Linked DNA regions of Mus musculus: all the other regions are linked to region 5. The links are chromatin contacts, called in public ChIA-PET and promoter capture Hi-C maps. All regions are on one chromosome and are shown on one strand. Each heading gives the region's core, a stretch centred on a gene start, on an enhancer-like site or on the middle of the called end of the contact. The rest is flanking DNA. Distances are from core to core; before and after follow the strand shown. Region 1 has its middle 24 kb from the start of Iqgap1. Region 2 overlaps Wdr73 (WD repeat domain 73). Region 3 overlaps Blm (Bloom syndrome, RecQ like helicase). Region 4 has its middle 13 kb from the start of Zscan2. Region 5 holds the start of Crtc3 (CREB regulated transcription coactivator 3).

Region 1 (4,744 bases), core at 1,954-4,453, 140 kb after region 5:
CACAGAGGCTAGAAGAGGGTGTCAGAGCCTCTGAAACTGGAGTTACAAATGGTAAACCATGTGGGTCCTGAGAATCCAGGTCCTCTAGAAGAGCAGCCAGTGTTCGTTCTCTCTCTCTCTCTCTCTCTCTCTCTCTCTCTCTCTCTTGGTTTTTCAAGACAGGGTTTCTCTGTATAGCCCTAGTTGTCCTGGAACTCATTCTGTAGACCAGGCTGGCCTTGAATTTAGAAATCCACCTGCCTCTGCCTCCCAAGTGCTGGGATTAAAGATGTGTGCCACCACTGTCTGGCTCACAGACCAGTGGTCTTAACTGCTGAGCCATTTCCTCTCTCTCTCTCTCTCTCTTTCTCTCTCTCTCTCTCCCTCCCTCCCTCCCTCTCTCCCTCTCTCTCCCTCTCTCCTCCTTTTCTTTTTCGAGAGGGTCTCACTCTATAGTCCAGGCTGGCCTTACATTTATAGCAATCCCCCTGCCTCCCAGGCATAAGCTACCACACCCAGCTTCTTCACCTAGATGGTAAGCACTGAGATCAGTAACTCACCTGAGGGAAGGAGTGTCATCACTGGCATTGTGGTCATTGACATTTATGGAGCAGATAGTGTTCCAGGTGCTGTCCAGAGCTATGTGTGTCATCCTATCAACCGTCACCCAACCCCATAAGGAAGGGACTGTGACTACCCTCATTTTACACTCGAGGAATTAAGGAAGGTCAAGTTACTTGCCCAAAGTCAAGCAGCTTTGAAATGTGGATCTCTTTCTTCTGTTCTCATAGCTGTAGGGTTCGGGGTAGGACTTGTGTGGAATGCTTTCCAGGTTCGCTGATATGAACCAAAAGGGAAAGCTAAGTAGACCAGATGGAACGCTGTTTCTGTGGTTCAGATGATGGCCATGGGAGTGGAAAAGAAGAGCTGGAAACAAGACCCGGCTTGCCTAACAGACCGAGCTGAGATCTAGGGAGTAGGGCTGGGGGAGGGGCCAGGGAGACCCATGGTATTCCCATTCTGTGGCTTGGCGTAAATCGGCATTTTTTTTTTAAATCTCAACAAGCAGAAGGTATTTTTACAATGGTTTAAACACACACAGTATAGAGGCAACTACTACAAGACTTGGCAGCAACAATATAAAGGAACGGAGGAGAGAAGAGAGCCAAGCTGAACAGGAGGAGGTCACAGAGAGAAAAGTCAGAGGAGTGTTCTGGGAGGGGAGGGGGCTGAACTTACGGGATCTAAAATTCCTTAAAGATCAAATCAAACCACATGGCTTCCGCCTTACACTTATTTCTTCATGCGTTTGTTTGTTTAGCATCCTCTGAGGACAGTTTCAGAGGACTGCTTCTCTCCTTTCACCACGTGGAATTTAGGTTGTCAGGTTTGATGGTACCATGTCAGGCAGCTATACCTGATGAGCCATCTTGTTGGCCCCAGGCCATGTTCTGAAGGATTCCAGTAGAGGCAAGAAAACACACACACACACACACACACACACACACACACACACACACACACCACACACATAGACACACACACACACACATAGACACACACACACAAACACACACCACACACACACACACACATATACACACACACACACACAGACACACACACACACACACACACACACACACACACACACACACCACACACACCCCTGGGTTGGGGCCTCACTCTTGGCAGAAGGGGTGAGTAGGAGCATTGAATAAAAACTTGTTGAGCCTGGTGTGATGGGTCAGACCTATAATCCTACTTTCAGGAAGCTGAGGCAGAAGGATTGCCATAGGCCTGAGGTCAGCCTGAGCTGGAGCTAATACCCTGTCTCAACCAAGTGAAAGAAAATCTAATCATTTGAGAAGTAGAAACAGTAAGCTCAGGAGGGAAGGTCACCCTGGGCTACATAGTGAGCTTGAGACTAGCCTGGTATACATGAGTATACAACAAACAACAAAAAACAATCTTAAAGCCAGGCAGCACTCAGGAAGAAGAGGCAGGCGGTTCTGAGTTCGAGGCTAGCCTGGTCTACAGAGTGAGTTCCAGGACAGCCAGGGCTACACAGTGAAACCCTGTTTCGAAAAAAAGAAATAAAATGAGAAGACTTTTGAGACACCAGTTCCAGGAGTGTGATTGGGTTAGAAATCCGTAAAGGGTCTGGACAAAAGCTCTGAGAATAAATATGTTGATTGGAAGTTTGACAGAAAGGGAAAGGAAGGCAGAGTCTAGAAGAATGACTTCCTGTCAATGCCGGTTTGCTGAGCTGTCCCTAGTATTTACCATGACCAGCTATTAAAGACCTATATGCCAGGCGCTGTCTTAATGACCTCTGCTTCTCTCTGTGTAATAGGAGTTACACGTGCTTGCCAAGTCTACCTTTCCCAGTCCTGACCATGTCTCTGCTCCTGAATAGCTGATGGCCAAACCCTGTTCTTCAGAGTAGAGCATCCACACTCCATGGTGAGCAACCAAGCACATGGTAGTGCCATCCTCGCTCTTTCCCAGCCTCATCTCATTCAATGCTTTTCTAGAATCACACGGTCCTTGACTGAAAGCAGAAGCATTCATTCATTCACTCATTCATTCATTCACTCACTCATTCATTCACCCATCCAACAAGCATTTCTTTAGCACCCATTGTGACAGAATGGAGATAGTAAATGGATTTTTCCTTTCATGGGATTTATCAAAGAACAAATAAACAGGAAATTGTGCAAGACATTTAAGGAGAACAGAAGAAAGGTTGTCTCAGTGACTGCCAGGGGAAGAGGTCAAAGGCAGATGCAATTGCCAGGAATAGTCTTGGTAAAGAGGTGAGTTTAAGCTAAACTGGCCTGAAAATAGCCTACCTATGTTTAGATCTGGTGAGGAACATTCTGGACAGAGAGAGCGTCACACATAGCCTTATTGTGACCAGTGGAGGAACATTACCAAGTGTGCTGAAGTACAGCGAAGGACAGGGATGAACGCAGGAGTGGTGGAGTAGCTGGTGTACCTGGCAGTACCTCTGAACTTGGGGGCAGGAGTTCAAGGTTATTCTTGGCTACCTACTGAGTTCAAGGCCATCCTGGATGGGCTCTTGAGATTGGTCTGAAGAAAAAAGTATAGGTGTGTGTGAGGTGCCACTGCCTCAAAGGCAGGGGAACCAGAACTCAACCCTCAGCACACGTGTTTACAAATAAGTCAGACACATACCAGGAATCCTAGCACTGGGCGTCAGAGACGTGAAGATTCCCTGGGGCTCGCTGACCAGGCAGTATGGCTGAGTCATACACTCCATAGTCAGCCATACACTACACACACACACACACACACACACACGGACACGGACACGGACACGGACACGGACACGGACACGGACACATGACAGGAGGGGTGGTGGGACAGGGGAAGAAAAAGAGAAGGCAGGATCTGCTGAAGAGGACAAGGAAGGGCCAAAACCTACACAGAAGCTCCCTGCATAACACTCGCTCACATACAGAGAGCATCTGAGATTCTTTCAGCATCTAAAACCACAGGCATCTACTAGCATCGTTATGCCTCGTCATGGCGACGAGACAGCTGGTGACTCATGCCTGAACGGCAATTCACTGGGACAGAGTTTCCGTTGTATTAAGTCATTAAGTCTGTAACTACTTTCTTGCAAGTTCTGAACTCAGACACAGTAAAGTTGGGGAAAAAAACAAACATCAACCAGGCTTAGGAAGAAACTAAAGGGAAGGAAGAAAATGGAGATGGGAGACCTGAGTTCAATCCCCAGTTGCAACCCTACAAGCTCACTCACCCACATCAAAACAACGGAGCACTGAGCTTGCTCGGAGGATGCCTTAAGGATCAGGCACTGCCATAGGGGGCTTTCTTATTTGTTTGTATGGTACTCCATCACTGAGCTGAGTCCTCAGCCTCTGTGTGTGTGTGTGTGTGTGTGTGTGTGTGTGTGTGTGAGTGTGTGTGTGTGTGTGTGTGTGTGTGTGTGTGTTTTGAGACAGGGTCTCACTGTGAAGCTTTAGGCTATTGTCATCACATCACATCCAGCTCCCAGTTTTGTTTTGTTTTAAATCTTAATCACATATATGCATGTGGGTATGTGAACATGAGTGCAGGTGCCTGCAGAGGCCAGAACAGGGCATCGGATGCCCTGGAACGGGAGTTACAGGCAGCATGGATGCTGGAAAGCAAACTTGGGTCCTCTGGATAGAGCAGTGTGTGCTCTGAATGACTGGGACATCTCTCCAGCTAGCTGCTTTTGTTTTGTTTGTAATGTATTATTTTTATTTATTTATTTATTTATTTATTTATTTATTTTTTCGAGACAGGGTTTCTCTGTGTAGCCCTGGCTGTCCTGGAACTCACTCTATAGATCAGGCTGGCCTCCAACTCAGAAATCTGCCTGCCTCTGCCTCCTAAGTGCTGGTATTAAAGTCATGTGCTTGGCAATTTTAAAATTCTGATATTATTTTATGTATGCAAGTGTGTTACCTGCATGTATGTCTGCATACCATGTTCACACTTGATTCCCACAGAGGCCGTTAGAGAGCATCGGATTCCCCAGGACTGGAATTACCAATAGATGTGAGCTATGGGATGGAAGCTCAAATTTCATCACACATTGGGGGTGAAGCCTTACTGTGGCTTCACTGTAGGCAGTTTTAGTCAGAAGTCAGACATGATCAAACACGGAAGAACCCACACACAGGAGAAAGGCCTTTAAGTGTGGGTCCTCTGGAAGAGCAGCAGTTCTCTTAACCACTGAGCCCTC
Region 2 (4,828 bases), core at 1,664-4,163, 200 kb after region 5:
AACTGCAGAGGGAACTGGGCTAGAGCGGGCTTGCTACAAGTTTTAGCACCATGGACCCGGGAACAGCATCACTACTGATTCAAAAGCCTGCAGCCCAACTGCTGCGAAGCCAGAAGCAAGCACCTTTGAGGCTAAGACCCTCCCGATGAGTCTTCCTGGGTGCTTGCTGACATCTTTGATGCTTTAGAGGTGCTAGGAAGCCTTCTCTGCCACAGGGGACTCCTAGGGAGCAGCACCAAAGGGTGAATGGTATGGAAACAAAGGGTCAGAGGAGACTTCAGGGACCCAGAGGCTGGGTCCCAACCTTTGGGTAGCGGAGAAGATCGGGGTAAGCTCTCCTCTCCAGAGTGCTTGGAACAGTAAGAGACACAGCCCCAAGGGCAGAATTAGGGACCCTGAGTTGCTAGTCAGGGGGATAGGTTCTGGGGAAATATTTACCTCCTATCCTGAAATACAGCGCAACCAAGCTCTCCACCAACTACAAGAGCAGGGTGGCTCACAAAGACTATTTATTCGAAGGGGTTTTCTTTACTCCATAGCAAAGGTGTCTTCTTGTCTGTTTCTGTTTGTTTGTTTGTTTGTTTGAGACAGGGTTTCTCTGTGTAACTCTGGCTGTCCTGGAATTCATTCTGTAGACCAGGCTGGCCTCAAACTCAGAAATCTGCCTGCCTCTGCCTCCCAAGTGTTGGGATTAAAGGCGTGCACCATCATGCCTTCTTGTCTCTTTCTAATAACAGCACGGACACAGAGCAGGAAGAGCCCTCGCAGATGAAACTTGTCTGTTGAAAACACCATTTTGTTGGGCTTTGTTGCTTGAGTATTCCAGAAGTTCTTTGAGTTTAAGAATTTAGGGCTGGGGAGATGGCTCAGTGGGTAAAACACTGGGCCACGGAGCCAGGTGTACACAGTGAGAAAAGAACAGAGAACGCCTGTCTCAGGTAAGGCAGAAGGTGAGGACTGCTACCTCGGTGCCCTCTGACCTCCTTATGTGCCCTATGACAAGGCAATTCACATGTGACTGCACGTGCGCGCGCGCACACACACACACACACACACACACACACACACACACACACACTTTCTAAAGAGCTGGGGAGATGGCTCAGAGGGAGGAGAGCTTCTGGCAAACATGTGGCCCTGAGTTTGCCCCCCAGGCACAGTGTGTGCATCTGTAATCCTTGCACCTTTGGCTTGGTGGGAGCAGATGGGAGAATCCCAGAAGCTCAAGGGCCAGGCGGCCTGAGTATACAGCAGTGAACCAGAAGAGAGCCTGCCTCAAACACAGTGGAAGACGGGGACCAGTACCCAAGGTGCCCTGTGCCCTCTGATCTCCACAGGCATGCTTCAGCCTGTGCACATATAAAACACACACACACATCATATAAATAAATGATAAATAATTGGGTTACAAAATGTCTTCATGCTACTTTGTATTTTGAGACAGGAACTTTACTCTGTAGCCCTGACTGGCCCAGCACTCAGTGTGTAGACCACACAGAGGTGTCCACCTGCTGGGATGGAGGGCTAGGCCACCAGGCCTGGCCTCTGAGAGCACTTTAGAAAGCTTCACACCTAACCTGCACACTCCTGGGACATGGTGCTCTACACATTGCTTAGCAGGGGCCGACAGCAGCACTGTCTATAGAGCATCTGGCTTCCTCGGAGACCTGGCTCTATTCAGTTTTCTCTTTCCAGTCCAGTACTTTCAATGGATGGCTATTTGCAGCCTTCGAGACTTCAGAACACCTGTCATTGGAGATCATTTTTTAAAAAAGATTTATTTATTTATTGTATGTATATAAGTACACTGTAGCTGTCTTCAGACACTCCAGAAGAGGGCGCCAGATCTCATTACGGATGGTTGTGAGCCACTATGTGGTTGCTGGGATTTGAACTCAGGACCTTCGGAAGAGCAGTCAGTGCTCTTAACCGCTGAGCCATCTCTCCAGCCCCGGAGATCATTTTTAAAAGGAATATTCCAGAAATTAAGTTAGAATTTTTGTTTCTTCCAAGGGCAGAAAACAAAAGTGGCATAGATTTATTTTAGAATGCCTTTTAAAGATTTTTAAAAAATTATTTATGTGTATGTGTGCACACAGGTGCCTGCAGAGGGCAGAAGAGGGCGGTGGATCCCTCTGGAGTGAGGTACAGACAGGTGTGGGTGCCGGGTCCTCTCCAAGAGCACCAGGAGCTCTTAGCCTCTGAGTCACCTTTCCAGCTCCAAGCCTAAGATTCCTCATCTATTAGACAATCATTCCCATCCCCCCTCTTGTAGCCCTGACCTCAGTGTCCTTGCTGAGTCCCTGGGACTTTGCCTGCTGTAGGTACAGTCCGGTCCAGGCAGGCACCCGCACAATCTGTCCTCTGGGTTGGTTCGTTTCCTGCCATCCATTTTGTCCAAGGACAGCCATGTGTCTGACCAGCTGTGTTCGGCTCTGTGTGTTAAGTGCATCTGTGTCTGCGTGCTCACTCTTCCTGCTGCCTAGCACAATCTAGGACCACCCTCCATGCCCCTGCATGCCTCACTGACAGACCCCAAGCCCGCTTTCTCAGTTGTATTCCCATTTACTCCTAGGGTAGGGGCTCTGTCCTTAACAATGATGTCCCTTCTGCCCGAACACAGGATACAACTCAACTGTCACCTTCCCTGTGCGAGCCTACTCTCTCCAGGCCCGTGTGTGACTGGGCCCATGCTGCAGGCCATGCGCCCCTTCTCTAATGGAGGCCCTATGGATACAGTTCAGCATCTCGTTATAACACCTAGGCTGGTGCGGCATGGCATTCAGGAATGGCTAAGTGAGACAGATGGAGCCTACAGCATCACTGTTTCCACAGCTGCCTCCAAACCCAGCCCCTCTCCCTCTCTCTGGGACAGAGCCTAACAGTCTCCCTCCCACCAGCCGCTGTAAGCATGCCTAGCCCCGCCCCTTTCCCTAGCCTGGGGGTGGGAGGGAGGAGTGAGGGAGGGAACAATGCACTGAATTCTAGCTTGTTTTTGCCTGTGCTCTCCTGACTCCCAGCACACAGACCTGGCTAGGCTAGGTCACAAGATGTAGAACTAAAAAAGAAAACGAAACAGAGCCAGCTACAGACAGTGTCCTAACTCCACTGTCCAGGGACTTGAAGGGAAGGCTCTCACAGTCTTTAAGGCCCACATAGTCCTGGTGTTCTCCTTCAGCTAATGCTTTCCCCACCACCACCATCGGTGGCTTTTCCTCACATAGCTCATCTGAAGGGAAGTCTGTGTCGCCTCTGTGAATCTCTGAGCCCATCCCGATCTCCTGTCACTCTACTTTCTGTAGCAGTTGGCCCTCTTTTCTCTGGGCCTAGGAACTGGGCTCTGGTCAGACAAGACACCTGCAGTTCTTACCTGGAGGCCTCTGGCCCCGACTTCCTGCAGCTGTGAACCTACCTTAGCAAGCTTCCCTTCCTTCACTTCCTCTGCAGCCCCAAACTGCAGCTCAGTCACCCCGTGGGTGTGCGGGTGTGCGTCTGCACTTCCTGGTCGGGCCCTGGCTGATACAGTTCAGCAAAGCACCTTCTACATTCACAACCGACTTCTAAATTACTCAGCTTTCCCAGTGAAATACTAGCGTGCAGCTGGGCTGCTGTAACCCGGATATCTGCTTTGTAATATCTGCCAGCTTCTGAGATGTAAATCCTCCCACCAAGGCCAACTTCAAGCTATCAGTGTGTCACCACTGAACAGAGTAGAGGGAGCCGCGGGGTGAGCTTCGGGGCGGGGGGGCGAGGATGACAGAGGATGCTTCCCAAACTCTGAACGTGATCCTGTTGTGAAGCACCCGGGAGGCAGAAGCAGGCGGATTTCTGAGTTCGAGGCCAGCCTGGTCTACAGAGTGAGTTCCAGGACAGCCAGGGCTACACAGAGAAACCCTGTCTTGAAAAACCAAAAAGGAAAAAAAAAAAAAAAAAAGTGAACAATGGGGGCTGGAGAGATGTCTCAGAGGTTAAGAACACCGACTGCTCTTCCAGAGGTCGTGAGTTCAAATCCTAGCAACCACATGGTGGCTCACAACCATCCGTAATGAGATCTGACTCCCTCTTCTGGTGTGTCTGAAGACAGCTACAGTGTACTTAACTTATAATAATAATAAATCTTTGGGCCAGAGTGAGCGGGGCTGACTGGAGCGAACAGAGGTCCTAAATTCAATTCCCAGCAACCACACGATGGCACACAACCATCTGTACAGCTACAGTGTACTCATACACACAAAATAAATACATCTTAAAAAAATTTATTATAAAAAAAGCTGTTAGACTTTTCTTATCCCCCCATTATTTTTAAGTGCTGTGGACAGAAGTGTGTACCCCTTGCAAATTCATACACTGAAGTCCCTACCCCGAGAGACTAGATTTGGAGAGGGGTCTAGGAACTAAGGCTAAACAAGGTCATAAGGAAGGGACCCTTATCCACCAGAGTGGAAGACAGAGCTTACTCCAGTCAGCATGCAGAGGTCACGTGTGCACGAGGAAAGCAAGGTGCATCCTTTAGCAAAGCAGAGGCCTCGGGATGACTCCACCTTCCCAGCACTTCTTGGTGCCTATACTCATGAGTGTGCACACCCAAGCACGTGCACCCTCGTGCAAGTAATGAACACGAACACACACACACACACACACACACACACACACACACACACACACACACACAAAATAGGAAGAAGTAAAAGAAAGCAGTTGGGGCATAACTCAGAACAGTAGGCTCAGTCCAGTCCAGTCTTGTGTACAAAAACTAAGTAAATTGCTAATTGCTTCTTACTTGTATTCTTTTTGATGTTTATTGGCCCTGAGACATCGATTCCTTCTG
Region 3 (4,902 bases), core at 2,311-4,810, 190 kb before region 5:
CTAGGAGAGGAGAATGGAACCACCGCTCTAAAGCTACGAGCACCTGACTCCAATAACACCACAACACAGCAACAGCTGGCAGATTAATTCAAGTAAGGGACTACTAGCAGAAAAAGATCAGGAAACTACCAGGAAGTGCTTCTTAAAATCTACTTCTACTAAGGGATTTATAACTTTCTAAAGCAGAAATAGTAAATATATTAAAGAATCAGCAGACTTACATTTTATACACATTTACCAAATCCTTCCATATGTTTCACTTATCCATTCTTATGAGTATCAGATATGCACAAGGCGCCATGTGCTAGCTAGCATCCGGATATGTATAATTTTGCTTTCTCTGAAACATCACTTTCCCACAGTTCCAGGAAAAGATATTCAAGGTGTCTGTCTCTAGATAAATATGTGCACTGTTCATTCAAACATAAAACATAAGTCCTATATTTTCAAAAACATCATTCATATGTAAGGGAATTTACACAATTTCTTTTAACGGTGGGCTTTTGCCAATTAATATAACTAACTGACAGATAGCTCAGTGGTACAGCATTTGCTTACCACGTGTAATCCCAGCACTGGATTGTAGAAACAGGTGGATGCCTGGATCTTTCTGGCCAGCCAGTTTAGTCAACATGGTGAACTCCATCCACAACAATGAAATCCTGCCTCCAAAAACCAACCAAGGTGGCTGTCTCCTAAGGAACAATTCCTGAGGTTGACAGGTTGATTTCTGGCTTTCAAAGTCATGCAGGTACAAACCTAAGTACCTACATGAACACACACACACACACACACACACACACACACACACACACACACAGAGACAGAGAGAATATACAGAATCCGGCATGGTGGGATTTATCTGTAATCACAGCAATTTGGGAAGATGAGGCAGGCAGATTGCCAAGAGTTCAAGGACAGCCTAGTCTAAATTCTAAGTTCAAGCCAACTGGGGCTTCATAGCAAGACTCTAAGACTCTATACCCCATCTCAATAAAAACCATGAGGGGTGCAGATAGAAGAATCGAAATACAACATTTTATAGGAAGCATAGCATTTCTAGAAACAAATTTCTAGCATTCAGTATTTATTAGAACCTAAAGTATAACATTAATCTTAAATATAGTATTAGCGCACATAATATGAGAACAAAATGTATTCTCTCACCCCAAATTTACATAAATATTCCTCACTACAAGTGGCATTAAATTAAAACATTCCATTCCAAATTTGTGATTATACACAAAAAAATTCTGAAAACTCAATAATTCTTGCATTCAAGTATGGTCATTAATGGTATATAAAAGTCAGATCAACAGGGATCCGATGTCTTCGGGCTTTTGTGGGTCCCAGGGACACATGTGGTGCCCAGATAAACACTCATATACATAAAATAAAAATAAGTCATTAAATTTATACAAATTCACCTCAATATTCTGTTCAGCCTTTACTCCCTTAGGCAATCTCCCTGAACCTCAGAAAAAAACTCACTGTACAAACATGTTAAGTATCTGCTGAGCAAATTAACAACACAGAAAGCATGGACAAACTCAGGTGGAGGTACAACAGCCTAGCACCACCTAAATGTATATAGGCAAATATTTTTAGTGCCTTTGTTACCAATTAGTTATGGATTTGGAGGTAGCAAGATGCACGTGCTGAGATGAAATTCAAGTGAAAGTGCTGTGCTAAGAGGGTTCTAGACTGCTCTCAAATCGTGCATGGACTAGAGACTTTAAGATGAGAAAGCAGGGTTACCTGCTCATTCCATGAAGGCACGTGGAGTGTGGAAGCCAAAGTAAGATACACAAAATGTAATCTGTTAAAAGGATTACAACAGGGTTACCCAGGACCGAATTTGATTTATCTCACTTCTAAAGCAGAGGGTGGGATGATTTTCCTTTTGTTTCTATTTATTTGCTTGTTTATCAGGGCTTGCTTGGGCAACAGGCAGAAGGTGCCAGTTCTCTCTCTCTCAAAGATACCAGGGGCTGACCTCAGGCGGTCAGCCCTGGCTGCAGGCGCCTTTATGTGTGCTGCCGTCTAGAGTGCTCTAGAGTTGTTCTTTTATTAAGTAAAGAAAAAAACCCAGATTTTGTTCCCAAATTTTACTGCACTGAGAATAAAAAAAAAAAAATTCTTCCAATTTCAAATATTCTGATTTAGCTGTCCTTGGGCACATCTGGACACTTGGCTTGATAAAGCCCTACAGGTGATGCTAATGTACAGAATCAGAAAATGGAACCCACAACCTTCACCGACTTACACCTGAGGTCTGAGGATCTTCAGCTGAGTGAGGATGTCCTTCTGGACCCTGGGGTTCGCTGTGGCCGTGAGGGCCATCACTGGAACAGAAGGAAACTTCTGGCGAAGCATATTCATCCTTTTGTAATCTTGACGAAAATCATGACCCCACTAATTGGAAAAAAAATGTTGCTTTCAGGTTATTTGTATCTCTCGGGTCGATATATAAGATGCACTTTATTCTCCAGTGAAGCAGCAGAGCGATCAGTCAGCCACTGTGGGTTGTTCTTCAGTGCTGTGGCTCTGAGCACTACTGGTGGTATAAACACACTGATATCCCAAGAGAAACTTACCTGACTCACACAATGCGCTTCATCAATGACAAAACGTGCCAAGAGCTTCCGCTCATACAGATTCTCCAGAGTAGAAATCAGCCTGTTACTTGCACAGACCTAGAATAGAGATACACGAGAGATGTAAACACATCTGAATGAATATCGTCACTCCCTGTTAGAACTACTCACACACGAGTGATTCTGTCCTCAGTCTGTGAAGAGAGCAGAAAAGCAAAGGGCAATCCAGACACTTCAATGCCCTCATCCACATCCAACAGCTTTACTTATCAGGCTAGTAGCTCTGAGAGTTACCACATGTTTACTCTGGTTACAGGACTTACATTTTTTTACATGTATTCATTTTGTGTTTGTGCATGTGTAGGGTGGGTCTGTGCACACAATGATGTATATGCGTGAATTCAGAGTTAAGGTGGTTGGTTCTAGGTCCTTAGGCACATTCCCCATGAGCAACCGCCAGCCTGATAACGGGAGTTTAGATGTGTGTTTGGTATGTGCATACTATTGGGGAAGAACTCTATGTATTACACATATAGATAGCTATGTGCCAATAACAAGCATATCTTAACAGGGACATAAGACACAGAAGTCAGGTTGATGAAGCGTCCTCACTGGTTGAACATAGGCAATTAGAACATCAAAATACATAGTGAAAATGATTATAATTTACTAAACTAATAAAGAACCCACAAGTTCACACTGATAAATACGCAGCATCAGGCAAGGCTTTCATAAAGCCAGGATGGATTGTATCAGTAAACTCAACCTGGCACTCATCATAGTAATAATAAGAAACAAATCATCAACGATGCTAAAGCTTGTGGGGAGGCTCTGATGTCTGCCACGGTGTCTGTACAGTCTGAGACCTCCTACAACAGAGCAACTGCTCACTAGGCAGCTGGAAGGGGAAGGAAACGTTAAGCCCAGCGAGCAGCAGCCTGGCAATGCTATTTTGATCGAGTGATTGGCCAGTGACCACCACTGGTAATGGGATGAGTCACTGCCAACTGTCTTCTGATAGCACACAGCACATCTGTGGCATCCCTGCCAACGTGAGGAATAGGGATTTAATCAGCAGGAAACAAGGCAAATTCAAATTGAGGCACAGTCCCCAAAACTGGCCCTTATGCTTCAAAATGTCAAAATAATGAAACTGTTTAGATAGGAGATGAAATAGGGGTTTTCTTTTTTTCCCTTTTTTACAAAGGTCATTACTGAAAGGTTAATGGCTTAAGTAACAGTATGTGTCACTGTACATTTCCTGACGGGTAAATTACAGTGGTTCCTAAGGGAGTGCTATACAGTCAGGAAATGCAGAGTGAGGTAAAGGAGAGGTAAAATGGCAGATCTGCAACTCACTGTCAATTAAGTGTTTCACAACAAACTGGAGAAAGAACAAACAACACAGGAGGCAGAGAAGACTTTACCATCTGTGGTCTGGAGTGAAGGTTATACAAGAATTCATTAATGTATATAAAAATTATCACCAAGTTCTTCAAATATATGTATTTGAGTGCGTTGCAATATTACACTGAAGAGAGTGAGATAAATACGAACCTTCTCTGGAGTAACATACAAAAGCTTGATGATTGGGTCTTTTTTGGATAATTGGAGGTAAATATTTGCAGCTTCTGAGTCAGTCTTATCCCCTGTCAGATATGTAGCTGGAATCTAAGTTAAGAGTAATAATTTAAATTTCATTTTATTTATACATTAATCAGATATGATCGTGCTTAGGTTTCATATTTTATAAGTCATATATCACACTTTCCAAAAGAAACAAATACCTCACCATAACAATCAATGCACCATTTTTATTTTTAAGTTTTGTTTTCTGAGTCAAGAGTTTCACTTTTGAGTCTCAAACTTGTGACCCTCCTGTACCCTCAGCTTCTAAAGTACTGGTAATTATAGGCATGTGTCACATCTAGCTAGTACACATATTTTTAAAAATTAACATTAAATGCAACTCAAAATAGCTTTCCCACTTAGGTGTGGTGGCATACATATGAGGAATCCTAGCTGGCAGGAGGATGAGAAAGGAGGTTTAGGAATTCAAGGCAGCCTTGCCATCCGGCAAATCTGAAGCTAGCCTGTGCTATGGCAAGATGCTTCTGTGTCAAGAAAAACTACAAAAGGCTCTCCACTGTTCCATTTTCTATGTTTCATCTCCTCTATCTGTAAAAAAGACCATGTTGTCTGTGTGTGTAACTGGAGCTGGCCCCAAATTTGCTTGTATGCCAGGCTTGCTTCTAACTGACAGAGAGGAACCTCTTTTTGCCTCTGAAAGTGCTGAGGCTTAAAG
Region 4 (5,374 bases), core at 87-2,586, 160 kb after region 5:
TGTCCCAGCATTCTGCACAAAGGGTCACAGCTAGGCCTTAGCTAGGCCTTAGCTGAGAACCTCTACTCTAGCTAGGCCACTCTGCAGCTCCCTCCCTCTGCTTTCTTCTCTCTCCCCACCCCCCTCAGTATATTGCCCTCAAACTCTTGGGTGGCCTTTAGGTAGGTGGAACTAGAGACATGTGCTCCTGACTTACTCTGCCCTTTCTCTGATGGTTCTGGACCCTGACTGCCGGGTGCCTGTCTTGCCCTCTCCCATGGCGACTTCGGTGTACTTGTTTGTGATGTTTCTGCCACCCATGGGCCCTTCACTTCCTCAACTCTATGATTTATGCCTCCACAGGACAATCACATCAGAAAACGCTTCCATCTCAGTCCCGCTCCATCCTTACTCCGGCTCTGTGTCCTCCCGGGGCCCAGGAGGGAGCACTGCTTGTCCCCACCACTTCTGTGTTCTTTCTACTCCTCCCCAGCAGTCTGGACTCCGAGGTTTGTTCCTCATCCTGGTTCCTCCTTAGTAGGCGGGGTCTCCCCAAATCACTGTCTAATCCGCGGGTTTCTTTCTCCAAGCAGGGAATTCCCCACATCTCCTCCTTCAGCTTCCAGGCTGTTCGATGTGCTCTGTCTGCTCAGACAAAAAGGTGTGACCGGCTCCACCTCGTTCCAGGCCTGTCCCTTTCCTCCCAGCTGGCTGGCCCGGGGAGTGAGGAGGAGACTGAGGAACTTGCAATGGTTGTAAGCAGGGATCCGAGCCTCGGGCTACTCTGCAGATTCATTTCTTGCCTCTTCCTCTCTGAGATCTGCCTGAAGTCCTGATGTGTGCTTAAGAGCTTCCGCGGCACTGCACAATTTCCTCCGCAAACATTTCAATCTTTAATTTGGAACTTAGCGCCCGAGCACAGGACTTACTCTGGCTTCACACTGGCTCCTCCAAAGGAAGCTAAGGGCGAAGGGAGGGTGGTCATCATAGAAGCAGACAGTCTGTGCATTGTTTACCTGGAAACTTACAAGTGAGTGTAGAAATAATTTTTAAATTCCAAGTTTTCCTTTCCCAGTCTCGGCTCTCAGAGTGATGACTCTGAGACGACTTAGTTATTATTAAATGCCTAGGCCATAAGCTTTGGCTCACTCTCTGACTAGTTCTTACCTTATTTAACCATTTAATCTATTCTATGTCTATCACTTGGTTAGTGATTCGGTACTCACTGGCTCCTTCCTTCTTGTCTCCTCAGAGTCTCTCAGAGTTCCTCCACCTGCTGGTTTACCCCTGTCTCCTCAGTCTGTTTCCCATCTCCTCTTATTCCCCCATGGCTCTCTTTTCTCTTACTATTTCCCAGAATCCTCTGCCTTCCTGCCAATGTCCCGCCTCTTATTTCCTGCCTCAGATCATTGGCCATTGGCTTTTTATTGGCAGGTGGTGCTTTTAAGCGATTCTCTCTACAAACGTTCCCGACTCTCTCTCTTTTTTGTGTATCCAGATACACTTGCCTATGCACTCACTCACAGATGAGGCCAAGGTCAGAGGTCACTGTCAGATGTCATCCTCTACTGCTCCCCACCCTACTTTTAGAGACAGGGTCTCTCCCAGAACCTGGACCTCACCAACTGGCTAGACTGGGCAGCAGACCCCAGGGCTCTTTCTGTCCCGCCTCAATGTTGGGGAGGCAGGCATAGACCATATCTAGTTTTTACATGGGTGCTGGGTCTCAACTCAGGTCCTCCTGCTTGATAGCAAGAATTTGTACTGACTAAGCTGTCTGCTCGTGATTCTAGCTGTTCACTTTATTCTATCAGGGGACAGGGTCTCACAAGGCACCCAAAGCTGGCCTGAAACACCAACTTCTCCCGTCTTAGCAGCAGCAGCAGCTGCTGCTGCTGCTGCTTCTTCTTCTTCTTCTTCTTCTTCTTCTTCTTCTTCTTCTTCTTCTTCTTCTTCTTCTTCTTCTTCTCCTTCTCCTCCTTCTCCTCCTCCTCCTCCTCCTCCTCCTCCTCCTCCTTCTTTTTTTGCTTTTTCGAGACAGGGTTTCTCTGTGCAGTCCTGGCTGTCCTGGAACTCACTCTGTAGACCAGGCTGGCCTCCAACTCAGAAATCTGCCTGGATCTGCCTCCCAAGTGCTGGGATTACAGGCGTGTGCCACCACTGCCCTGCTTCATCTCAGCTTCTGATGGTGTTTATGCTCAGGATGAAAATGAATTCCAAGTAGACGAGAGATGTGCTTATGAATACAGAGCAAACACAGTGCAATGCTAAGGCTCATAACTCCAAAGCACAGTGCTGGTTTTTGCTTTATACTGAGCACTTGAGTTTGGTTACCAATACCTACTTAAAACCTGGGTGCAGATAGGCAATAGTGGTGCACAACTTTAATCCCAGCTCTTGAGAGGTAGAGACAGGCAGATCTCTGAGTTCAAAGCCAGCCTAGTCTATAGAGCAGAGTGAGCGAGTTGCAGGTCAAGGCTACACAGAGAAACCTGTCTCAGAAAACAAACAAAACAAAATAAATATCTGGGTGCAGCAGACATTTGATTCCAGTGCTGAGGAGGTAGACAGAGGAGGTACTTGGGACTTGCTTGCTGGCAAGCCTTTAGCCAAATTGGCAAGCTCCAGGTTTAGTAAGAGACTCAGATCAAAAATTTTAAAACGAAAAGCAATTGAGAAAGGCATCTGACTTCTATCTCTGGCCTACACACACACACACACACACACACACACACACACTCAGGCTAAGTTATTTCTCTGCTGGTGAAATGAGCCAATTCAATCCAGATTAGAGTAAGTAATGGCAGGCTTTTGGGGAAGCCTCTCTCAGGCAAGTTCACTGGTCCCGAGGAAGGAGGTCTTGGGGTGGGAGACAGAGGAGAGGAGGAAGAGACTGAGAAGGAGAAAGGAGAAAGAGCACACACATGCAGGGAGAGGGAAAATGCAGAGAAGGGAGAGAAGAGAGAAACAGGGACCAAAATGTCTGGATTATATAGGAAAGAACCTCTGGGGGAGGGGAAGCCCAACCTCTGGGCTAGAAAGTTCAGGGTAGAGGGCAGGGTTTGCCAAGTAGACTGAGGGATGCTGGGAGAACCTGGAGGCCAGGTCTGCTTTGCTATGTTAACTATGCAACCGAGCTGTTTGTAGTCTGAATCTCAATAACACAAACACACACACAGTGTGTGTGTGTGTGTGTGTGTGTGTGTGTGTGTGTGTATGTGTGTGTAGAGGTAGCTCATTGGTTAAGAGCACTTCTGGACTGCTCTTCCAGAGGTCTTGAGTTCGATTCCCAGCAACCACATGGTGGCTCACAGCCATCTGTAATGGATGCCCTGTTCTGGTGTGTCTGAAGAGCTACAGTGTAATCATACATAAAATAAATAAAACTTAAAAAAAATACACCACATACACACCACACACAAACACACATACATACTACATAAACACACACAGAATAAGGAATTGAATGTTGCTCAATGGTTAATTGTATGGTTGTAATGGTTGTTAGTATTTACAATAGCCCAGACTCATTTGCCAGAACATTCAAAACAGAAACAAATGAACCAAATTAGGGTATGGACTTTTATATGTGATATTTATAGACATATAAAAATGTATGTCTCATTTAGCTATGTAGAACTGAAGATGTAACACCTGTGAGTTACATTTCCACTGTTCTACTGGAATGCCACACACACAGAGTCTCCCACAGGTTCCTAGCTCCTAGTCCTTCAAGGGAAATAAACAGAATTAGCTGTTGGGAGGGTTGCTGCCCTGAAGGCTGACAAGTTCACTGTCAGGAAAGTGAGGACCAGTAACTAACCTCTTATGTGATGCGGCAAAGAAGACAGAGATGCCCAACACATGGTACTAGAAATCCCTTTGGGGCTGAGTGTGGTGGTGTGTATTTATAACTGTAGCACTTGGCAGATAAGAGGATCGTTACAAACTAGAAGCTAGCCTGGCTTACAGAGCAAGACTGCCTCAACTCAAAAATAAAATAAGTTGCTGGGGCTTCCAGGTATGGTGACCCACACCTGCTACCCTAGTTCTTGGGGAGTTCAAAATCACAAATCCTTGGCTCCAAATCCTGGTTCCACACCAACCTGGGATACATGAGACCCTGTCTCCAAAACGGAAAGGATAAATCAGCCTTGAGGGTTGGCGAACTTTATCTCTTTGGTTCAGTAAAAAAGGCAAATTAATGAAATCCGAATTTGGATTGAAACTCTCTGGAAAGGGAAATGGTTTGTTATCTGGAGCCGGAAAGGACTTCAGTAGCTGGCAAGAAGTGGAATCAGAGTGGCCTATCTCTGAAGGACTGGCAATGTCACCCTGGGGAGAACTTGCAGGGGTGTCAGATAGTGACACCTTGTGGTGGCCAAGAGTAATGACAGAAACAGTCCAGTGCTTGGGGGATTGGACTTTCCTTCTGGAGTGTGAAAGACCGCAGGTCTATAGGGAATTACTTGTGCTCTAGGACCCAGGGAATCCTGAAGCAGGCTCAGTGTTAGTGAAGCTAGTTGATAATCAGTCTGATTGTTAAGCTGAACATGATGGCTCAGATCCGTGATCGCAGCTTTAGGGATGCTGGACAGGAGGGATGTAGAAATTTGAAGTTGCCCAGGGCATTGGTGAGTTCGAGGTCAAGTTAGGCTACAAAGTAAAATTCTGTCTCAAAAATCCCAAACAAAAAACTCAATTCCATCCTTCTCCGAACCTAAACAAGGCAAAGCAAAAACCAGCAACAGGGGCTGGAGATGTCTCAGCGGTTAAGAGCACTGACTGCTCTTCTGAAGGTCCTGAGTTCAAATGCCGACAACCAAATGGTGGTTCACAACCATCTGTAATGAGATCTGATGACCTCTTCTGGCATGTCTGAAGACAGCTATAGTGAACTTACATATAATAAATAAATAAAATCTTTAAAGAAAAAAGAAAAAAAAAGAAAAAAAAAACCCAAACCTCATGATTCCCAGTCTCTCTCACTGCTTTGGCTTGTTTGAGACGGGGTTTCTCTGTGTAGCCCTGGCTGTCCTGGAACTCGCTCTGTAGACCAGGCTGGCCTTGAACTCACAGAGATCTGTCTGCCTCTGCCTCTGCCTCCTGAGTTAAAGGTTTCCCAGCTGGGACCACCTGGCTTCACTTGTGACTTTTTACATGGGTGCTAGGCATGAAATTCAGCTCAGCAAGCCCTTTGCCCGCTGTGCCACCTCCCCATCTGTACCGTTAACATTTTCTTGTGGCTAGAACAGGAAAAATGTATTCAGCATCCCTAAGACTACGTATTTGATGTTTCTCTCCTGTGTTGTTCTCACAAGGCTTGTCCCATACATGCACACTGTATTTTACCTGTTCTTTTACCCACATGGAGACCTTCTATGTTAGTATAGAG
Region 5 (4,650 bases), core at 70-2,569:
TTTAAAGTAAGTCCGTTTAGTTTATGCTATACATTTATGTTAGTTTAGTTTATGTTAAATTTATGTTAAAAGAAAAAACTCCCAATTTAAACCCTAGCAACAGATTTTAGTTTTCTTGTTTTTGTTTTTCAATCCCAAACACTATGGTGGCCAAAATAGAATACGCTTGCACCTTGGGAAGCAGGGAAACAACCAGCTTGCAATCTGCTCACACGTCTGCTTCCAGCTGTCCACCCCCAGCATCTTCCTAGCCTCCCCCATCTGACAATGTGCCTTCAAGGCCAGCACTCAGAATCCTCAAGGCTGCCCACTCACGTTGACCCTCTGCAGTCTACACAGACACTCCTGCCGTCTCCATCCCCTGCCGTCCGCTCCAGTTGTCTAGCCTCCCAGGTGTTTGTTCCGACTCGCTCTTACTCATTCCTCTGGGTCCCTCCGCAGTCACCATCTGCGCTAGGCACCCTGTCAGTTCTCACTAAATATCTGATGCTGAGCAAATGCACCGGACCACGGAAAGCACCTCCAAGAGGCGAAGGAGGGAAAGCCACGGAATCTCAACGTGGTACCAAGGCCCCCTGCCACTCAGGGGCCAGCCGTCGATTCGCTTGTGCGTGCACCAAGTCTTCCCCTCGGGGAGGATGTGCGACCCTCCGGCCCCCGAGGCCTTCTACGCCGACAGTCAAGGGCTCGCTGGCCGTGGGTGTCCACGGAGAAGCCGCACCGCCCGAACCAGGCGTGCCTCGGTCCGGCCTCTGAGCTGCAGCTGCGTGCGATTTCCTCTCGGGGTCATCCTCCCGCTTAGGCCGCCCGGCCCCGCTGCCCGCCTCCCCGGGCTCGGCCGTTTCCAGCTCAACGCACCGAGGCCCGTCCACCGAGATAGCAAGCCGCATTCGGTGTCGCCAGGCCGGCCAGAGCCGAGGCCGCGGCCGCCCCGGCCCCACTCCCCACCCGCGGCCCCCGCCCGGCTCCGCCGCCGCCGCCTCGGCCCGGCGACCTCTTCCCCGCCGCGCGGACCCGCCCGCACCGCTCGCGCCGGCCCCGGAGCTCACCCGGGACAGGGTGAGGTCGGTCATGAGCTGCTCGAAGGCCCGCGTCTCCTCGGCCTGCCGCTGCGTGTGCAGGGCGATCTTCTCACTGAACTTCCGCGGGTTGGCGCTGCCCGAACCGGGCGAGGCGGCCATGGCGCGCGCCCGGCGCTAGCGGGCTAGGCACACGGCAGGCGCGGGGTTCCGCTGCTCGGCCCACCCGGTCTGTCCGCAGGCCGCCCAAGCCGCCGCCCGAAACCTGTCCTCCGGCGCGACCCGGCAGAGGAGCCGCCGCGGCCCCAGAGCCAGCGAGCGGCCGGGAGCGCGCCGAGGTCCGCCCCCGCGCGGCGGCTCCGCCCTCGGCGCGGCCCGCCCGGCCTCCGGGCCCCGAAGCCCGGCCTCCCAGCCGGGGAGCTCGACCTCCGGCGAGCCGACCGAGGGCTGAGCCCACGGTCCCCAGCCTGCTTCGGGACTTCTCACACCTATATCACGTCTGTAAAGTTAAGCTGCACCAATGTGTGAGAGCCGCTGGGTACCACTGCCCAGTGTGGATGTGTACATATGTATATGTGCATGCAGGCACCCACGGAGATCACACTAATCTAGGAACCAAACACGGGTCTTTGCCTCTGTAAGAGCTGTTTGTACTCTTAACTGAGCCATCTCTCCCATCCGTTCAACTTCGCTGGTAAAACAGCAAGTGGCCTCGTCAGGCTTCCCCCTTTTTAGCCCAGAAGCTGCTTCCAACATAATTGTACACCAAGATGTCCTGGAGAGTGTTGAGCATGACTGTGTTCTGTGAATTAGGACGTATTAGCGACATGAGGAGAAATACGGAAAATAACAACAACGCCCACGCACCTCATGATTAAACCATCAAAACATTTTTGCAGAGCCTGGGGACGGTGTTCAGCTGTAGAGCGCTTGTGTGACAAGCCCTAGGCCTTGGGTTTGATTCCAACACTGCAAATAAAATTTAAAAGGCATTTTGGGGCCAGCTAAATGACTCATGTGGAAGGAGATAACTGACTCCTGAGACTTGTCCTTTGGCCTCCACACTCAGGCTGTAGCAAGCACATACCTAGACACACATACACAATAAGACTTTTTAAAAATCGTTTTGCTTCATATGCTTGGAGTTTATTTAAAAAAAAAAAAAAAAGAACCCCACCTCATTCTTTGTCTCCATAAAAAGTAACTATGTTGGTAGTGATGTCTAACACTACTGTTCATTTTTTCAAAATTAACATATACTTATTATTCTGTTCTTCCTTTTATTGTGTATGATTTATTAATCCAGTTACTCTATGTGGGATAGGAAGTTTTATGTTTAAAATTTATACAAAAATGAGGCTGGGCATTATGGCAAGTGCCTGTAATCCTAGCAGTCAGGAGTTAGAGGCAGCAGGATCAGTAGTTCAAGGTCCTCCTTGGCTACATAATGAGAAGAAAGCCAGTCCAGACTGTATGATGACCTTGTCTCAAAAACAAAACCAAAAAGAATTTATAGACATGATGTGCAACTTTTGTATTTCCTGCAACTGTTTTTATATGTGTTGGTTTTTTACATTCATTCATTATTCATTTTGTGTGTGTGTGTGTGTGTGTGTGTGTGTACTCACATCCGCCAATAACTCAGGTTGGTGGCAGGCACATTTACCGACTTAGGGAGCTCACTAGTCCCTAGATTGTTTTGTTATAATTAGGCTTATGTGTCTGTTGTATTGTCCTACCCACCATGCTTTTTTTTCTTATTTTATATTTCTTGATTTTTATATGTATGTGTGTATGCTTGCATGCAATTATGTGCAGCATCTATGTATAGGGATCCTTGGTAGCCAGAAGGTGGCCTTAGTCCCCTGGAGCTGGAGTTACAGACGGTTGCTTGTGAGCTACCATCTGTACCATGTGGGTGCCGGGAACTGAACCTTGACCCTTTGCAAGAGCAGTAGGCACTCCTAACCACTGAGCCATCCCTCCAGTCCATCCATGCTTTTTCTTTACGTGTTGCCTTCTGCTTTTATGCCATACTGAGTTCATTTTCACACAGATGAGCCAGGCTGGACATGGTGTCATACATCTGAGATCTCACTACCTGGAGGGTGGAGGCAGGAAGACTGCAAGTTAAGGGTCATTCTGGGCCACTCTGTCTCAAAAAAAAAAAAAAAAAAAAAAAGCAAATGTGTTACTCTTTCAGAGAACCTGAGGTTGGTACCCAACACCCAAATTGGGCATTCACAGCCACCTGTCACTCTCTCTCCAGGGACTATGATAACTTTGCTTCCACAGGCACCTGCACCCAAGTATGCATGCCACACAGAGGCACATAGACACATGATTAAATGCAATCAAAATAAATCTTTAAAAAAAGAAGAAAACAAAAGAAAAATCTGGGCATGGTGGCACACACCATTTAATAACAGTACTTAGGAAGCAAAGGCTGCCGTTGGGTCTCTGTGAGTTGGAGGCCAGCCTGGTCTACAGAGTGAGTCAGCCCTCCTTCCCCACCACCTTAACAAACAAACAAACAAAACCAAATAAAGTAGGACTTTCTGGCTAGTTCGGGTAATAAAGGGGTTGCTGAGATGCCTGTTTGGAGGGCTGAGAGCAGACGCTGATGGAGCGCCAGGCTGCAGACAAGAGGCAGCAAAGGAACCATTCCCTCTCTTGAGATTGGAAGCCAGCTGGGAAAGCTGTCACTACACTGAGCTCCAAGCAGAGGCTCAGAAAACACACAGGAGGAGACTGTTCCCCACCCACAGTTTCATTTCCAAGGCTTCAATTATACTCCATCAACCGTAGTCTAAAAATATTAAGTGGGACATTTCCAAAAAATTCATAATTCATGAGTTTTTACATTGCTTGCCAATCTGAGCAGCATGATGAAACATTGTGTCGTCTCACAATGGGTGGGAGGGATCCACTAACCAAGCATACCGTGCCCTACAGACCGCCTGCCTGTGTGGTCACTTAGTAAGGTCTCTGGTAGTAGATCAACTATCAAAATAATGTACTTTCTTCACCTTTATTTCACCTAATTAAAAAAAAAAAAAGCCTCAACCAGGGACCAGCAAGGTGGCTCAGTGAGTAAAGGCACTGCCACCAGGCCTAACATCCTGAGTCTGATCCCCAGGATCCACATGCAAGAAGGACAGACCCGTTGGGCAGTGGTGGTGGCGCATGCCTTTAATCACAGCACTTGAGAGGTAGAGGCAGGCAGATTTCTGAGTTCAAGGCCAGCCTGGTTTACAGAGAGAGTTCCAGGACAGCCAGGGCTTCACAGAGAAACCCTGTCTCAAAAAACAAAAAAAGGGCTGGTGAGATGGCTCAGTGGGTAAGAGCACCCGACTGCTCTTCCGAAGGTCAGGAGTTCAAATCCCAGCAACCACATGGTGGCTCACAACCATCCGTAACGAGATCTGACTCCCTCTTCTGGAGTGTCTGAGGACAGCTACAGTGTACTTACATATAATAAATAAATAAATAAATCTTAACCACCCCCCCACAAAAAAAGTGGGTCCCTTAAGCTAAGTAGGGAGTAACTGCTTTAGTGTTAAAAAAAAAAAAAAAAGACAGACCCAACTCTTAAGAGTTGTCCTCTGAGCGGGCATGGTGGTGCACGCCT

The links. Promoter capture Hi-C pulls out the DNA fragments that hold promoters and counts their contacts. ChIA-PET counts read pairs in DNA pulled down with a chosen protein or histone mark.
Region 1: a promoter capture Hi-C map of the HPC-7 cell line shows a contact between it and region 5, with 3 times the contacts expected there. The contact joins the enhancer-like site here to the promoter of Crtc3 in region 5. A contact is called at or near these places in 11 of 39 promoter capture datasets (the HPC-7 cell line, cranial neural crest, embryonic stem cells and 7 more), 1 of 484 Hi-C or Micro-C datasets (B cells), 5 of 115 datasets of contacts at active chromatin or transcription factors (effector CD8 T cells, intestinal villus epithelium, large pre-B cells and 2 more) and 3 of 9 other capture datasets (adipose tissue, liver and pancreatic islet).
Region 2: a contact with region 5 is called in an RNA polymerase II ChIA-PET map of effector CD8 T cells, with 6 read pairs. The contact joins the enhancer-like site here to the promoter of Crtc3 in region 5. A contact is called at or near these places in 11 of 39 promoter capture datasets (the HPC-7 cell line, embryonic stem cells, epiblast stem cells and 6 more), 5 of 115 datasets of contacts at active chromatin or transcription factors (the NIH/3T3 cell line, effector CD8 T cells and embryonic stem cells) and 1 of 9 other capture datasets (embryonic stem cells).
Region 3: a contact with region 5 is called in a promoter capture Hi-C map of pre-B cells, with 2.0 times the contacts expected there. The contact joins the enhancer-like site here to the promoter of Crtc3 in region 5. A contact is called at or near these places in 11 of 39 promoter capture datasets (the 3T3-L1 cell line, the HPC-7 cell line, embryonic stem cells and 5 more), 2 of 484 Hi-C or Micro-C datasets (gonadal supporting cells and liver), 3 of 115 datasets of contacts at active chromatin or transcription factors (bone marrow-derived macrophages, embryonic stem cells and fetal liver) and 3 of 9 other capture datasets (adipose tissue, liver and pancreatic islet).
Region 4: a promoter capture Hi-C map of trophoblast stem cells shows a contact between it and region 5, with 8 times the contacts expected there. The contact joins the enhancer-like site here to the promoter of Crtc3 in region 5. A contact is called at or near these places in 18 of 39 promoter capture datasets (the 3T3-L1 cell line, 3T3-L1-derived adipocytes, the HPC-7 cell line and 13 more), 1 of 15 datasets of contacts at CTCF or cohesin (pro-B cells), 5 of 484 Hi-C or Micro-C datasets (B cells, Th1 cells and embryonic stem cells), 14 of 115 datasets of contacts at active chromatin or transcription factors (the 230-238 cell line, acute myeloid leukemia, bone marrow-derived macrophages and 5 more) and 4 of 9 other capture datasets (adipose tissue, liver, macrophages and 1 more).

The regions. Positions count from the first base shown.
Region 1 is chr7:80,825,113-80,829,856 of GRCm38.p6, forward strand. No RefSeq gene overlaps it. Among named protein-coding and RNA genes, the nearest start is that of Iqgap1, 24 kb to the left of the region's middle. Within about 2 kb of position 3,204, at least 150 of the 459 cell types and tissues checked have an H3K27ac peak or open chromatin away from gene starts, as enhancers often do. A contact at or near this core is called in the HPC-7 cell line, effector CD8 T cells, pancreatic cancer cells and 1 more, where this site is marked.
Region 2 is chr7:80,886,483-80,891,310 of GRCm38.p6, forward strand. It overlaps Wdr73 (WD repeat domain 73), which reads right to left. Exons shown (of 8, transcript NM_028026.2): 8 at 4,241-4,828. Among named protein-coding and RNA genes, the nearest start is that of Gm32112, 4.5 kb to the right of the region's middle. Within about 2 kb of position 2,914, at least 248 of the 459 cell types and tissues checked have an H3K27ac peak or open chromatin away from gene starts, as enhancers often do. A contact at or near this core is called in the HPC-7 cell line, effector CD8 T cells, embryonic stem cells and 4 more, where this site is marked.
Region 3 is chr7:80,491,836-80,496,737 of GRCm38.p6, forward strand. It overlaps Blm (Bloom syndrome, RecQ like helicase), which reads right to left. Exons shown (of 22, transcript NM_001042527.2): 10 at 4,155-4,268; 11 at 2,598-2,696; 12 at 2,267-2,415. Among named protein-coding and RNA genes, the nearest start is that of Blm, 41 kb to the right of the region's middle. Within about 2 kb of position 3,561, at least 38 of the 459 cell types and tissues checked have an H3K27ac peak or open chromatin away from gene starts, as enhancers often do. A contact at or near this core is called in the HPC-7 cell line, bone marrow-derived macrophages and pre-B cells, where this site is marked.
Region 4 is chr7:80,845,580-80,850,953 of GRCm38.p6, forward strand. No RefSeq gene overlaps it. Among named protein-coding and RNA genes, the nearest start is that of Zscan2, 13 kb to the right of the region's middle. Within about 2 kb of position 1,337, at least 50 of the 459 cell types and tissues checked have an H3K27ac peak or open chromatin away from gene starts, as enhancers often do. A contact at or near this core is called in adipose tissue, bone marrow-derived macrophages, embryonic stem cells and 2 more, where this site is marked.
Region 5 is chr7:80,687,558-80,692,207 of GRCm38.p6, forward strand. Crtc3 (CREB regulated transcription coactivator 3) reads right to left here and starts at 1,320. Exons shown (of 15, transcript NM_173863.2): 1 at 1,050-1,320. The coding sequence starts at 1,181.